4 separate regions of the Gossypium hirsutum genome follow, and regions 2, 3 and 4 are each linked to region 1. Evidence: chromatin contacts called from public Hi-C data. All regions are on one chromosome and are shown on one strand. The core of a region is the stretch at or near the end of the contact, and the rest is flanking DNA. Distances in the headings are between cores, read along the strand shown.

What was found. A called contact is a pair of places that touch in the nucleus more often than the background predicts.
Region 2: a Hi-C map of leaf shows a contact between it and region 1, with 8 times the contacts expected there. The contact joins the promoter of LOC107914784 here to the promoter of LOC107914736 in region 1. A contact is called at or near these places in 16 of 34 Hi-C or Micro-C datasets (anther, callus, cotyledon and 4 more).
Region 3: a Hi-C map of leaf shows a contact between it and region 1, with 1.8 times the contacts expected there. The contact joins the enhancer-like site here to the promoter of LOC107914736 in region 1. A contact is called at or near these places in 2 of 34 Hi-C or Micro-C datasets (leaf and seedling).
Region 4: a Hi-C map of leaf shows a contact between it and region 1, with 1.8 times the contacts expected there. The contact joins the enhancer-like site here to the promoter of LOC107914736 in region 1. A contact is called at or near these places in 2 of 34 Hi-C or Micro-C datasets (leaf and seedling).

The regions. Positions count from the first base shown.
Region 1 is chrD10:26,912,705-26,916,336 of Gossypium_hirsutum_v2.1, reverse strand. LOC107914736 (methylenetetrahydrofolate reductase 2) reads right to left here and starts at 1,704. Exons shown (of 12, transcript XM_016843746.2): 1 at 1,568-1,704; 2 at 712-1,153; 3 at 578-635; 4 at 412-497; 5 at 142-315. The coding sequence starts at 1,110. It overlaps LOC107914737 (glycine-rich RNA-binding protein 2, mitochondrial), which reads right to left. Exons shown (of 5, transcript XM_016843748.2): 4 at 3,308-3,414; 5 at 2,910-3,225. The coding sequence ends at 3,100.
Region 2 is chrD10:27,125,334-27,128,965 of Gossypium_hirsutum_v2.1, reverse strand. It overlaps LOC107914784 (Werner Syndrome-like exonuclease), which reads left to right and starts at 1,973. Exons shown (of 6, transcript XM_016843811.2): 1 at 1,973-2,351; 2 at 2,435-2,614. The coding sequence starts at 2,114.
Region 3 is chrD10:27,094,675-27,098,306 of Gossypium_hirsutum_v2.1, reverse strand. No RefSeq gene overlaps it. Among protein-coding and RNA genes, the nearest start is that of LOC107914784, 31 kb to the left of the region's middle. Within about 2 kb of position 1,761, at least 6 of the 9 cell types and tissues checked have an H3K27ac peak or open chromatin away from gene starts, as enhancers often do. A contact at or near this core is called in leaf, where this site is marked.
Region 4 is chrD10:27,069,412-27,073,043 of Gossypium_hirsutum_v2.1, reverse strand. No RefSeq gene overlaps it. Among protein-coding and RNA genes, the nearest start is that of LOC107915021, 43 kb to the right of the region's middle. Within about 2 kb of position 1,908, at least 3 of the 9 cell types and tissues checked have an H3K27ac peak or open chromatin away from gene starts, as enhancers often do. A contact at or near this core is called in leaf, where this site is marked.

The DNA.
Region 1 (3,632 bases), core at 455-2,954:
TATCTTTTAGCCTTTTGAGAAGAATGATGCTGCTTTCATTTCCTTTATGCAAAAACATCCAACTAGTACATGCACTATTTGAATAAATTTTACTAAATTGATACTATTTAATGCTCAAAAATATCATGTTATACCGCATACCTTAGTTTTGCAAAAGCCAGTCATTCGCAAGAAACCCTTGTAGTTATTAATGGGCATAATACCCGGCACGATAGGACAGTTAATTCCCATTTGGCGACAGTCATTGACAAATTTGATAAAGATATCAGTATCATAAAACAGTTGAGTAACAATCAGATCAGCTCCCGCATCAACCTATGTAGTAAAGAAGATTTTAGCACAAAAATTAACCAATATAAATTAGAATTAAGACAATATTTTCAAATCAAGTAATGAGTTAAAGAGTAAAACCTTTCTCTTTAAGTAAGCAAGATCATTCTGATAAGCTTCAGGTGTGGCTACACCATCATTTCCTATGGCATCGGGATGTGCCTCTGAGCAAAGAAAGCAAACTATTAATAATCAAAAGCCACATGAACAAGCCTCTTATATATGTATATATGTCTATGAAAAGCACGATAACCGGCAACTGTGATGCCAAAGTAGTCACCATATTTAGATCTGATATGTTTCACCTAGAATAGGAATTAAAAGTTGGTAACATATGTATATTAAGAAATAAAAACAGGGCAGAATGAGCAATGGCTTTACCAGATCAAGGGCACAGGAGAAGCCGCCTTCGACCTGGACAAACTTGTCCTGGCCGTGAGGGGGATCACCTCGGAGGGCAAGAACATTCTGAATGCCGTTGGACTTGATGGTCTGAAGAGCATGGTCAATCTTCTCTACGGGCATATTGGTGCAAGTGAGGTGCATCATCGTCTCCACACAGATGATATTCTGCATCTTGTTAGCAATGTCGAGAGTGAGATCAGCAGTGGAACCACCTGCACCCCATGTAATGTCACAGAAGGACGGGTTATGAGCAACCATACGATCCATTCTGTCGAACAGGTTGTCTACTCCATCCTCAGTCTTCGGAGGGAAGAACTCAAAGGAAAACACCACTTTCCCTTCTTGCAAAGATTGGATCTTCTCTATCACCTTCATCTTTAATTGGATCTTGAACTCTCAGTGTCACCAACACCAACTTCTGCAAGAATTCAATATGAAACTGAGGTGTTTGAAGAGATAAAACAAGAAAAGAACAACAGAAAGTCGCAACAAAACAAACCCAAACCCGAATCTGAATCTAAAAGAATTAACTGATGGTTCAGAGCAAAAACGATCACTTTGAACATCATAGAAGAAGATAAACATGGGCAATCTTGAAATCAATCCTTTCAAAGTAAATCGTATAGGATAAAGCATGAATGATAAACTAAGAGTCATAGATCAGATGAGCTAAAATTTAAGTAAGCGGTCTATTGTTAAGTAATACATTGTGAAGAATCAACAAGGCACTAAACAAAGACTGAAAGTCCAAATCTAACATATGTTGTAGTACATTGTCCCAAATTCATGGAAACACAAAAATATCCCAGAAAAATAGGAAAAAGAGACTCACAAATGGGTTTGTGGTTGGTAAAGAGAGAGATGGGAGGTGGAGGCATTGCAATGGGAGTATTTGTATTTGAGAGAGGAACGGAACGGATCGGGGTTGGTGTCTTTTGAAATGACTCTGTTGCCCACTCAACAACCCAATGGCCTTATCCTATTCTCAATTCAGTATTTGCCCATTAATGGTCAATACCATACGGTTTAATTATTATGCCCCTGCTCTTTTGCACTTCTTTTTAATTTAGTACAACCAATCTCTTTAATTTGAAAATATATAATAAATCCAAATTTAACGACTTTGATTTTTAAATGAGAGATTAAATTTTTTAAATTAAAAAAAAGTAGAAAAGTAGAGGGAGTGAGAGGAAATTAGACCGTAAGGTACAATACGGTTGTCGTATGTATTGCTTACCAACCACAAACAGCGTCAGCTTGGAATGAATCACAAAATTGGCGGTTGTATTTTCGCTTTCTTACCAAAACTCACTATTATTTTATTGTTTCAGTTTCATCCCTCTTTTTAGTTCGTACACTGAATCAGCTTTTTACCTTTTCATTATTCTTTTTATGGCCGAATTTAATAAAAAATACCATTTTAAAAAAAAGTTATTTTTTAACACGCCATATCTTTTGGTGGTTTTGTTTTTAAGTTTCAGATCTTTTTTTTCCTCACATTTATATTTTTATTTTATTTGTTTCAGGCTTTATTTTTATTTTTAATTACTATTTTTAATATATTAATACTTCAATTAGATGATTAATTAACAGTGATTTTATGCTTGAATGTCAAATTTGATTCCTCTTCTTAGTGCATTTGTATTTTTTATTTTATATTGTTTCAAGCTTTTTTCTAATTTAATATTTTTAATTAATAAATATATTATTTTCAAGTTTTTTATTTTAATTTATTTTTTAATTAATAATTTTTTAATTTATAAAGTTAAATAATTATTATCAGTTATATAATAAAAATATATTTTTGATAAAATTGATATTTTATCAAAATGTTAAATATATTTTATTTTGTAAAAAACATCAACTAATTCTTTTGATATATTTTTTATACATATAATATTTATATATCAAATATTTATTTTTCCCTCCTATATTGTGGGTACATTGATTTCTAATATTATAAAATCAAATAATTATTTCAAATATCTTTATGTTTATATGTGAAATATTTCAAATAGTTATTTCAAATACACAATATATAATACTAAAATTTACTGCACTCATGATATAGATTGAAAAATAAATATTAAACATAAAAATTATATTTACTACAAATAATTTGGCACTATTTAATTAATTTTATAAATAAAAAAGTGCTTAATTAAAAAGATTAATTAAAAATAAAAAACCAATATATTTATTAATTAAAAATAAAGTTTTCAAGGATAAAATCACAATTAATTAACCTCTAACTACAGAAAACTAGTTGCATAAGTTTTAGCATATAATTCGAATATAAATAACTGTATCATCAAATCTACTAGCTCTAGGAACATGATTATGGAAAGATTTTGATGCGAGAGCCTAGTAACCAGCATCCCTACCGAAACTATCACCACCACGGAAACCACCATTACCACCATAAGCTCGAGGGCCGCCACTAGGTCTTTCATTGGCATAACTTACTCGAATATTTCGGCCATTGAGTTCCTGTAATTTCAGTACCACAAAATAATCAAATACCAGATTCACCAGAAACATGTTCCATATAACAATGTCTTTTTTCCCTCACCTGACCATCCATGGCTGACAAGGCATTGCTGGCAGATTCATCATCAGCAAAGTTTACAAAACCGAAGCCCCTAGACCTCCCAGTGTCTCTATCGATGATAATCTTAGCTGACCAACATAAATCAGAGAATGAGAACGTGAATAGAAGCAAGCGTTATAAATCTGTAATAGATACCATCATTCATAAACGACATGAAAAAAACGCAAAGTTCACTGGCCAAAATCATTAACCAAGTAGACAAGCAACCTGGTTATAGTTTCAATTAAAACACAATGCTACATGCTCACCAGCAGTCATCATTATTCAACTTCTGCCATGAGGAATC
Region 2 (3,632 bases), core at 724-3,223, 210 kb before region 1:
AATAATATTTCATATCACATTGATAACATAAGTTATCTTTACCCTTTGAAGAGTTATCTTGAGAACTCTCATTGTTCTCTTATTTATTACTATGTTTCCACTTTTAGTGGTCTATACTTATATCTTTTATTTTCTTTATGTTTACATTCACTTCGGGGAATGTAACAAATCTAGTAGGATGGACTTATAAACATCCCAATAGATTCTTTTTTTCATAATCACTATCGTAAACATGCGTGAGATTTCAAATCAAAATCTATCTATTCATGTTGTCATGATTATTTTCCAACTATAATAAACATAACATAATAAATAAAACATAGTAAAATATACCTGAAGATCTTTAACATCATTGTCATCACCTTGACTATAATCACGAGCACTATTACAATTAGTAAAACAACTTTGTTTTCGTAGTAACATTTATAATCTAATTGTAAAAATCATATAATAAACAATCAAAATTTTCGTGTACGATGCTTGAAAATTATCCGATACACATTGTACCAAATTTCAATATCACATATATATTATAAAATATTATGTTGCTCTAATTAAATATTTATAAATTCAATTTAAAAGATATCATACAGTCATTCAACATTAGCAAATTAATAAGACTAAATAAATCCTATCAAATTTCCCTTTAATCAACAATGGTAGGTTAATAACACTTTCCACCATAATTAAATTTCAAGAATATTTAATAACAAGAATTTAATAATCAAAACATCTAAATATAATGCATAATATAACTTAATTAAAAAAACACTTCAAAAAGAGTTATTTACCAAAAATTAATAATAGAGAAAACATACCATATTAATAACAAACATATATAATTAACAATTATGTCTTTTACATAAAAAAAATAACCTAGAAAGGCAAAAATCAAATACTATCAGAATGTAAAATTTATGTCAAATAAAAATTAATAGTAGTCATACCTTAATTAAAAAAAAACATATGGTCGAAATATAAAAGTTTCTTACCAAATCTATACTTTACCCATGCTTGTACAATAAACCAAAGATCAGGAATAAAAACCATAATCCATTCTGAGATTGAATCTTTCAACATCCCGAAGATGAATTTGTAAGGGTGAAAGTTTAATGTTGGATGACTTCGAAAGATTTTGAAAAAATATAGAGAATCATTGTGCTGATAACGTATTATAAACTAAAGAGAGATGGAGAGAATAAAGAACAAAGAAAATATGAAAGCAACAGAGAATGTACTTTATTAATCAAAAGGATGATTACAATGCTTCATCAGAATCTTCATTTATAGACATAAGAAGTATAAAAAAAGTAGAGATCTAATTCTAAAAACTATTAAAATTTAAAGCATATCAAAACTTTATCTTAATCATAATGGACATCCACTTAATAAGATATTTATAACAATGTTTAAATTTTAATATAAATTAGAATTAAAATTTGGTAGAAGATCGGTTAAGCAGAATTAGGAGTTTGTAAAAATATTTTTTATATTAAAATATAAAAAAATCTCTAATTCTTAGGTTATTTTCCATGTTATAACTCTATTTATATAAATAAAATTAGAAATACTAAATGTTTATTTATTAAAATATTTATATATTTTATTTAAATTTTAATGCTGGGAACAACATATGGCATAAGATATTCTGTTAAGTAGAATTAAGAGTGTGTAAAAGTTTTTCCAAATTAAATTTTAATTATATTAAATATTTTTATATTCAGAAGATAAAATTAATATCTACTTTCATGTTATAACTCAATTTTATGTAATTAAAATGATCACTATTATTTTTCATAGAACTATTATATTATATTATTTAAAAAAAGATAATATATTAAATAAATTTTGTAATTTAGATTTAGTATTTATGTTTTCAAAATTTAATTTTTTTAGAGAAATTTTGGAGAAACAAAAAGTTCGTCAGGATTTTTATTTAGAATATTAATATAGAAAGTATTTTGTGCGAATTGGACTGGGATGGGCTCAAGTCCTGGCAAAAACTTTTCCAAATCGGCCCATCGACTACTCTACCAGACGCCATTAACAAAATTTGAACGTTAAGCTCTCTTTCCCTCTAATTCCGCCCCTCACTTCCATTTCAGATATAGAAATGGAATTCAAAGAAAACAATAGTTTCAGTTTGGATTGGGACGACCGTTTCACTGAAGACGTGATCCGACTAATGGATGCCATTGAAGCCACTCCTCCTCCTCCTCCTCCTTCATCTTCTAGCAAGAAACGCAAGTCCGCCGTCCATCATCAAGATAACCTCAAAACCGGCCGCCAATTGCCTCATTCTATTCTCTCACCCCCGCGTTCTTTTCCGTCTTCCTTCGCTCGTTGTCAATGTATTTCCTATCCCTTACTTTACCCATTTTTTAATTAAAATAAATGAACTAATAGTAAACCCTTTGATTTTTCTGATTGGCAGCTAATACAAGGCTTAGATATCCGCCGTTGAGATTTGGAGGTCATATTTTGTATAGCTTTACGGAAGATGAGGTAGAAAATGCTGCAATGGAGCTATTAAAAATTGTTGAAATTAAGAAGAAAGAAATGGGTCAAGTTGCTTTAGGGTTTGATATTGAGTGGAAGCCCTCTTTCCAAAAAGGTTTGCTTCCTTTACCCTCCTTGTATTGTTACATTCATTTCATATAATCCTTTCTGTTTGTTTCCTAAGAAAAAAAAGTGTGAAAACAAATAAATGTGAAAATTTCTTAAGTTAATATGAAACCTCCCTAAGGTATCTTTGATCATTATTTTAAAGAATTGAGACTTAAAGTTGGAATTTTTTTCAAATTGCATGATTTCTAGATGGAGTACTTATGCTAGAATTGGCATTGTGTTTTTTTTTTGTAGTTTTAATTTTTTTTTTGATGTTTAGCGGTTCTGATATGCCACATTTTGAAACAAAATATATATCTCTTGTGTTTGGTGTTGTCCTCTTCCTTTCTTCCATAAAGCAGCATTGCTATAATTTCTTTTAAAGCAGAAACTAAGCACTCTTTACCTATATTACTTGGCCTTAGGTGTGAGTGCCGGATATGGGTAAGTTCCCAACACAGATATATTCAATTTTTTCCTATGTTTTTAATGTATTTGGAGATCCTCGAATGGTCATATCCCATACTCCTGTCCAAATATGCGTTGGATACAGGTACTTTAGTAAAATAAAGAGTCAAAGCAATATAGCTCTTTAATCCATGTTTCATGAGTTGCTGTTGCCATTACCGATCATTTCCTTTTAATTGAAATACTCTTAACTGTGATAACCTAAATGGTTGTATGCTTGCAAACCGTTATTTATATTCATGTTTTTCCCTTATCTTGTCTACTTTCTGGTAGAAGTGGTCTATTTAGATCATTCTCAGATTGCATTTAGTATAGCATTGAAACATGCACATATTGAATTTGTACTAGTACACAGAATTCATGGCTAAATATACTGATTTGGTTGACCACCTCTACTAACATATCACTTGTCTATCTGGTTTCTGTATTGCCCTCTTGAACTTTCATGAAAAGTATTATCTGTTTGGTACCATAGACATTGGCTTGTGTGGACTCTGGTATTGATATCCAACACTTGTATGTGTCTGCATGCTTGGTTTTTCTTTTTAAGTCTTGGA
Region 3 (3,632 bases), core at 512-3,011, 180 kb before region 1:
AATGCAATACAATGCAGTAGTAGTAACACAACAGAATATTTATAATTGGATGAAGTTAAAAATTAGAAGAAGAATTTTGTTGAGGCCTGTATAAACAGTTTCCTTAAGATAGATTCGTCCTCTCCTCGGTGCTTTGAGTAACATTGGACATTATCTCACAGGATACAACAACAAACAATCACAGTAGTAGCACAACAACAATGATCAATCGAACAGAATATTGCCTTTCTCTATTACCAGGAGAAATGAATTTAGAAGGAATTTTTGATATTGATAGTTTTGATGATGATATGTTTTTGAAATCTCCTAACTTGGCTTTATATAGAGGAGAGGAAATGAATGAAGAGATTCGTTGAAAAATTAATAAACATGAGTGAATAGCAACAATGAATGAAAAAAAATTCAATATTAAATCAAGTGATACATTTTTTTCAAAAGATACATCTGTATGAAAAAATGCAATATTAAACCAAGAGATACAATTATCATTCATCACTCAATAATTATTTTCCAACATATTTAACTAAACAAAGTTCTAATTTGGTCACTTAATTATTTGAAAATTTTCATTTAAGTTATTGAACTATTCAAAAGTTTTTGTTCAATTCATTTGGTTTTTAAGATTTTTTTAAAATTTTAAAAGTTACACTAGCGAGTTCTAAGTGATCATTTGATGATTGATACGGTGGATTAGTATGTATTAAGCAGTAGAAAAATATACCTTAGGTCCAAGTCGATCTGACGGTCAATGTCAGGGATCGGATAAAATAAATTTGAATTTTAGTTCATAGATTCGTGATGTCCAAGGCCGTTGTATAAAAAAATGAATTATAAAAGAGAAGGGAAAAAAGATTTATCGATTGGTGGAGACAATGCTAATAGAGTAATATATCATTGATTTTAGTCCAATGACTTAAATAAATTTTTTTGAATAGTTTAATGATCAAATTGTAACTTTTTTTAGTTAAGTGATTAAAATAAAAATTTAATCCTTCGTTATATGGAATAGGATATGATTTTTTTTCTATATTTTAAAAAAATAATATATAAATTAAAAAAAGGTTTAGTACATTTATATATTCATGTTTATCACATGTTAAATTTGCTCCCTTTTTGGAGGTATTTTAGTAAAAAAATCAAATGTTGTCCGACCGCCAATCATATTTCATATCGATATATTACAATATTAAAGCAATAATCTAAAAATTTCAATTTTTAGTATTTAATAATTTTTTTACTTTTTAATTTTAAAAAAATATTATGGATTAGAAAATTATATTATAAAATCTTTCAATGAAGTAATCTTTAATTTTTTTTTTAAAATTTAATTAATTAAAATATTTAAAACAATTGAAGTTAAAAGTCCAAAAGTTTGACCCAAAAATATAAATTGTGACTTTTTTATTGGGATGGTGTGAATAAAATTTTATTTTTGGACTGAATTTCCTTAATAATGAGAGATATTTTCATACATTGTGGCCCTCATGATTTTGGTGGAAAGAAGAAGAGAAAATAACAATAGAAGAAGATTGAGTTTAATATATATATATATGATTACTTGAAGCATTACGGCCTCTGTGGGTGGCAAATGGCAAATGGTATGAAACAAAGAGGCAACAACAACAGTAAACACAAAAAAAAGGAAGATTTGATGAGGAACAAAAATCTTTGATAAAATGAATGGTCCATCCGGAAGAATGGAGCACCGGTTTCCCTGGTTGTTATTTATTTAAAAAAACTCCAACAACCCACATGCCTAAGCACATGCTCCCCACCACTATCTTGTCTATTTCTTCTTTGTGAATTGCAGCTTTCAGACATGCAAATATATATAATACGAAAAAGGAAAAAGAAAAGGAGCAATTATAGTAACTAGTTGATTTATGAACAAATATTAGCCGTAAAGGTGGCGTTGCTGTTTGTCCATCTTCACCTGCTTCCCCACTTTGTAGTAATCATTGGGTTATAACCCCATCTTCTTTTACAATATTATATTAAAAACTTAAATCCATTTTTATGTTTAAAGTTTGTATAAAATAAATCTAAATACAATAAAACTATATGAATTATTATTATTTCTTTTAAAAATAAATAATTATTATCATTGTTGATGCGAGGATCGAATTAAGTGATACAAGGCGAATGGCCGCTAATAAAGGTGGTTAGAGTAGAAGATAAGGAAACAGAGAGAGATCCTTTGCCTTGTTGGAGTTTTGAGTTTTATATTACAAGTGGGTTGGAGGCAAGTGATCAAGTTGTTCATCATTATAGGCTTAGATAGGGAGATAATTGTACGTGTTTTGAATCATTTTAGATGAGACGTGATGGTTGGAGTCAAAGGTGGCAATTAATAAGTGGGGTCCTCATGAGAGCTAAGTCGAAGGGTTCAATGAGCTAACTACGTCCTAGAAGTTAGGGTATAAAATTTCCCACCAACCGTAAGGGGATTTATATCAAGGTAGCCAGTACAGAATCAATGGTCACATCATTTTTTATTGGAATTGGTACGTACCAATACCTATATGTTTCAGTGTACTATTTTGGATTTATCGATGTTTTTATAAAATATTTAATATATAAAATATTTAAATATATCAAATGAATTAGATTAAATAATTTTAAAAATAAAAATATTATTTTGCTATATTAAATACTCATAAATAAACTTCGCGAATAAAATTTCATCATTCAAGAAATCTAAAGTAAATAAGGAAAATAAACATCTCACACATTAAATAACAAAATTATCCACAACATTATTTTAAAAAATCTACAATAAGATCATCTCATACTAGATATATAACATGAAAGGTTAATAAAAACATATACATAAAGTTGTTTTCATCATAAGTTTAGAAATTATTGTCTTTTTTTTTTCCCTTTAGCGTGTCTATTATATAAATTCTTTACTTTTATTATTATTATTATTAAATTTTCTACTTTAAAATTTAAAGTTGTTCTTTTACCTTGAATAAAGTTTAAGTTTAAAGTTTAAATTCGGTTAATTAAAAAAATTTAAAGCTAGTAAAATAATGAAAATTTTATCTATTTTTTAAAATTATTCATGCATCGACTGGTGCAATTAAAATTGGTCGCAATGAATAGGTGCAATCGAAATTGGTTGTAATGAATAGGTACAACCAGTATAGACAAAAATTTACACGAATGCAGAAAAGAGAAATGGTTGTTCCAGTTTATTACTGGAATGGTGTGCACTAGTCGGTGCAATTGAAACTGGTGCATAATTGACTACATTGGTTTATATAATGGCCTCCTTCAAGACATTGCTAGACGTTTAATGCTTCGAGATGTTTTGTGGTACCTACTGCTTAACGCTTGAAAATTGAAACGTAAGAGTTCGCATGTGAAGTGTACTTGTGGTCTCTAGTGCTTCAAGGTGCGCACGTGTATTTACTTGCATTAATATCTAAGCATTACAATACATCATCAGGAAGTGTCACCGATTAGTTTTTTGTCGTTTCAACATTTGACATTGCCATATGTAAGGCTCTCATTGGGTTTCAAACGAAGTGTGTTCGAGAAGCTTCTTTGGACTAAAAGGTTTATAAATATCTAGGATTTGAAGGTTCTTGTCCCTTATTAGAGTTGAAAGTTTTCTTAAGCCTTAAATC
Region 4 (3,632 bases), core at 659-3,158, 160 kb before region 1:
CTTAGGAAGTATGCGAATTATAGTTACATTACGAACCTGTATTATTGTGCGAACTCATGCCTTGTGTTTTTATGAGAACAATGTGTGTTACTCTGATAAGCGAACTTATATTTTTATGCAAACTCATGCTTTATACTGTACTATGAACTCATATGTTATTATGATAGGCAAACATATGCTTTTTGACATATGGAAGCTTGAGTTGTGGTACAATCCCTACCTGTGTATGCTTCTTAGCTCACATGTTTATATCTTATGCATGCATTATTTCCCCTGCTATGCTAAAACTTAGCATAATATACATTGTAAATAAGTGGTGTGTTGGAGGTTAGGTTGCGAGTTAACGGAGAGTCACTTTAGTGGCTAATGTAGCTCGCCAAGTTTGGGTCGAACCTACTTGGTCGGGTTTAAGGTGTTACAGATAGCTTTATCACAAGCTTCATACATAAACAAAATATTGAAACATTTTGCTATGGCCGATTCAAAGAAGGGAACACAACCCTTTTTATCAGACTTTCATATTTCCTTAGAAGATTGCCCCAAGACAATGGAAGAAGAGAGCATTTGAGAAAGATCGGCACTAGGAAGTCTCATGTATGTTATGCTATGCACACGTCTAGATATTTGTTTCATAGTAGAATTGATGAGTCAATATCAGACGAATCCCAATCCAAGAAGCTAGCAAGCAATTAAGCATATACTCAAGTATTTATAGAGAATGATATATTATATGTTTGTATATTTTGGAGAAGATCTTACTCCTTTTAGTTATACATGTCATGACTTTCAAACATGTCAGGATTTGAAAAAATTGACGGCGGACTATGTTTTTGTAGTTAATGTCCACGTCACTCTCCTATATTTGATTTAACAAAAATGGACTCAAATTTTTTTCAATAACTCAAGTGATCGTTTTATAACTTTTTAAAGTCGAATGACCCAATTAAAAACACACTAATAATTGGATAATTATTTGAGTAATTTACCCTAAAATTAATAATATATTTTAATTCATTTTATCTCTTTAATTAAATAAAAATATATTTTTAGTCCATTTAATAATTTAATTCGAGTGACTTAACATAGTTGTTTTTTTTTCTCTTGTAACGGGAGTGCAATGTCATGCTCCATTGGAAGTCTCAGTGGTTGAGGTTTTCCTTTTCTTTTTGGGGGGTGGGTGGGTGGGTTGTGAAGATGCAATTGGTGAGCACATGTAATGAAGCATGTGGGTGGGCCTTCTATTATGTCTTTATCAATCTCCATCTCATTGACTTGTATCTTAAACTATATTTATAACCCTATGGCCATTGCCCTATTTCTTAAACTATATTTATAACCTTTTGGCCATGTGGGAAGAAAATCAGATCCCATTCTTCCACCCATGAAAAACATTCAAATATAGTGTAATGATTATTTAATTTATCTTTTAATTATAAGGTTAGAGTATAACTTCAGTTCATAAAAATGAAATATATTTTATAATTAATTATTTATCTTTTTAAAAAATACTTTTACTCATAAAAATAAAATACACTTCCCGTGATATTAGATAATATTTCTCAAACTCGCATAATGATTTCATGGACAATTAAACAGGTTGGATAATAATGGATTAGATGGTGTTTCAACAGTTTCAACTTTTCTCGAATAGTTCACTTTCCTCAAAATTGGGTTGTCTTTTGACCACCATAAACAAAATACATATACACAAATTAATATAAAAGTTGAAAAAAGCAAAGTGGACTATAAAGTAATGGGATATTTAGGCATGTCACACACGTCAAGGTCTTGAAATAAACATTTCAACAAACATCCAAAAAATTCAATGGCCGAATAAAAGGGGAGCTTCCATTACATACACATATAATGAACCGACATCAAGTCACGTCAAACTGTAACTTGAAAGTGCACCAATTAGGTCCATTTATGATTGATTTAGTTATGTCCTTTGGATTCCCTATGCATTCAATCACATTTAGCCTAATTTTTAATATTAGTTACTTAAAAACATAACTTTTGACGCCTTTCATAAAAGGGAACAGATAAATGGAGTACAGTACCTCTGCCGACACTTCGTATGGAGGAATAGAAAGCAATAAAATGACAAACTGTCGCTTTCGTTTCCCTTTTTCAACTTTGCCTCTTTACAAATGCAAATACATTCTAACTTACAATAACTGCTGTCATGACTGCTGAATTTTCAGGGTCATATGAGATTATTTTTTATTCAACTATGATTTTTTTATTGGTCATTCAAGTAATCGAGTTTTCTCTTCATTGTTCATTAATTGTAGGTACCTATTTAATGGAGGGATTAAGTGGTAGCTTATAAATTAATATAATAATAAATTTAATTCTTAATTTTTATATATTATATTAATTTAATCATAATTTTTTTAAAAAATTAACTCTCAATCTAGAATCACCGATACTCATCCTTCGAGTTTTTGAAAATTCATAATTGAGTGATCAATTTTAAAAATTTCATAGATAGGTGATTAAAAGAAAAGCCTATAGTTAATTGAGTTGTGATGTAATTGACCCAATTTTTTCTATTTAGTAATCAAAATTTAATATTTTATGATCCTAAATAAAAGAAAACCAAAAATTTGAATTTTGTAATGGAATATGTTTGGATAAAAAAACGTAACAAACAAAGATATAGCAAAGAAAAGGATTGTAATATAGAGGAATGCAGTGGAAAGATTCTTGCAATGAATTCCACTTCCATCAAATCATGTAATCCAATTATAACACTTTCATAAGATAATTACTTGAAAAAAGAAGAAGAAATACTCAATTTTATATATTCCAAACAAGGAAAGTTTTCTTCCTTGCTTTACTTTTTTTTCCTCTCCCCAATTCAAACATAAAGTTAATATTTATTTATAATTGAAAAAAAGAGTAAATTTATAATAAATCCTAAGGTTTAACTAAACAAATATGGTGAAAAATCTTCTACTTTTTTTTTCTTACCAATTTTATTTTTTTCAACTAAGATAAGCATGTAGTATTTATGTTCTTCTACCTTTAAACTCTTCCCCTAATTTATTTTCCTTAATTCTTTTACTATATAATTGCAATTTTCTTATTAAGATAGCAAATTGCAACATAAATAATATTTTCTATCTTGTTTTCAAAAGGGAAAAAAAAGTGATTGAATTCGAAGCAAACATATCATGATTGATAGGTAATCTATTAGATATCTCAATTTTCAATTTATTTGTAATATATTTGTTGAGATTGGCAACAAGTAAAATAAATAGCGGAATAAATTGAGAAATTGAACACATAAATTTAACGTGAAAAATCCCTCCAAAGAGGATAAAAAGCCATGGGCAAGAGAACAAAGAGTACAAAAGATGGACGTAAAACTAAACCCCGAAAACCTGAAAATAAAGAACCCTCAAAACGTAAACACAAAATTCTCTAAATTTCTTATGAGTTCTAATCTCTAATGGGTATATTTTCTAATGTTGTAAAAGAGCCTATTTATAGGCTAAATTCATAGGTCAAATAATAAAATAATCTAGACTAATCAGAGTTTGATTGAAACAAATAAATAGAGTTTAACTGAAAGATTATTTCTCAAATTGGACTGAAATAAGAGTTATACTCAACAAATATCCACA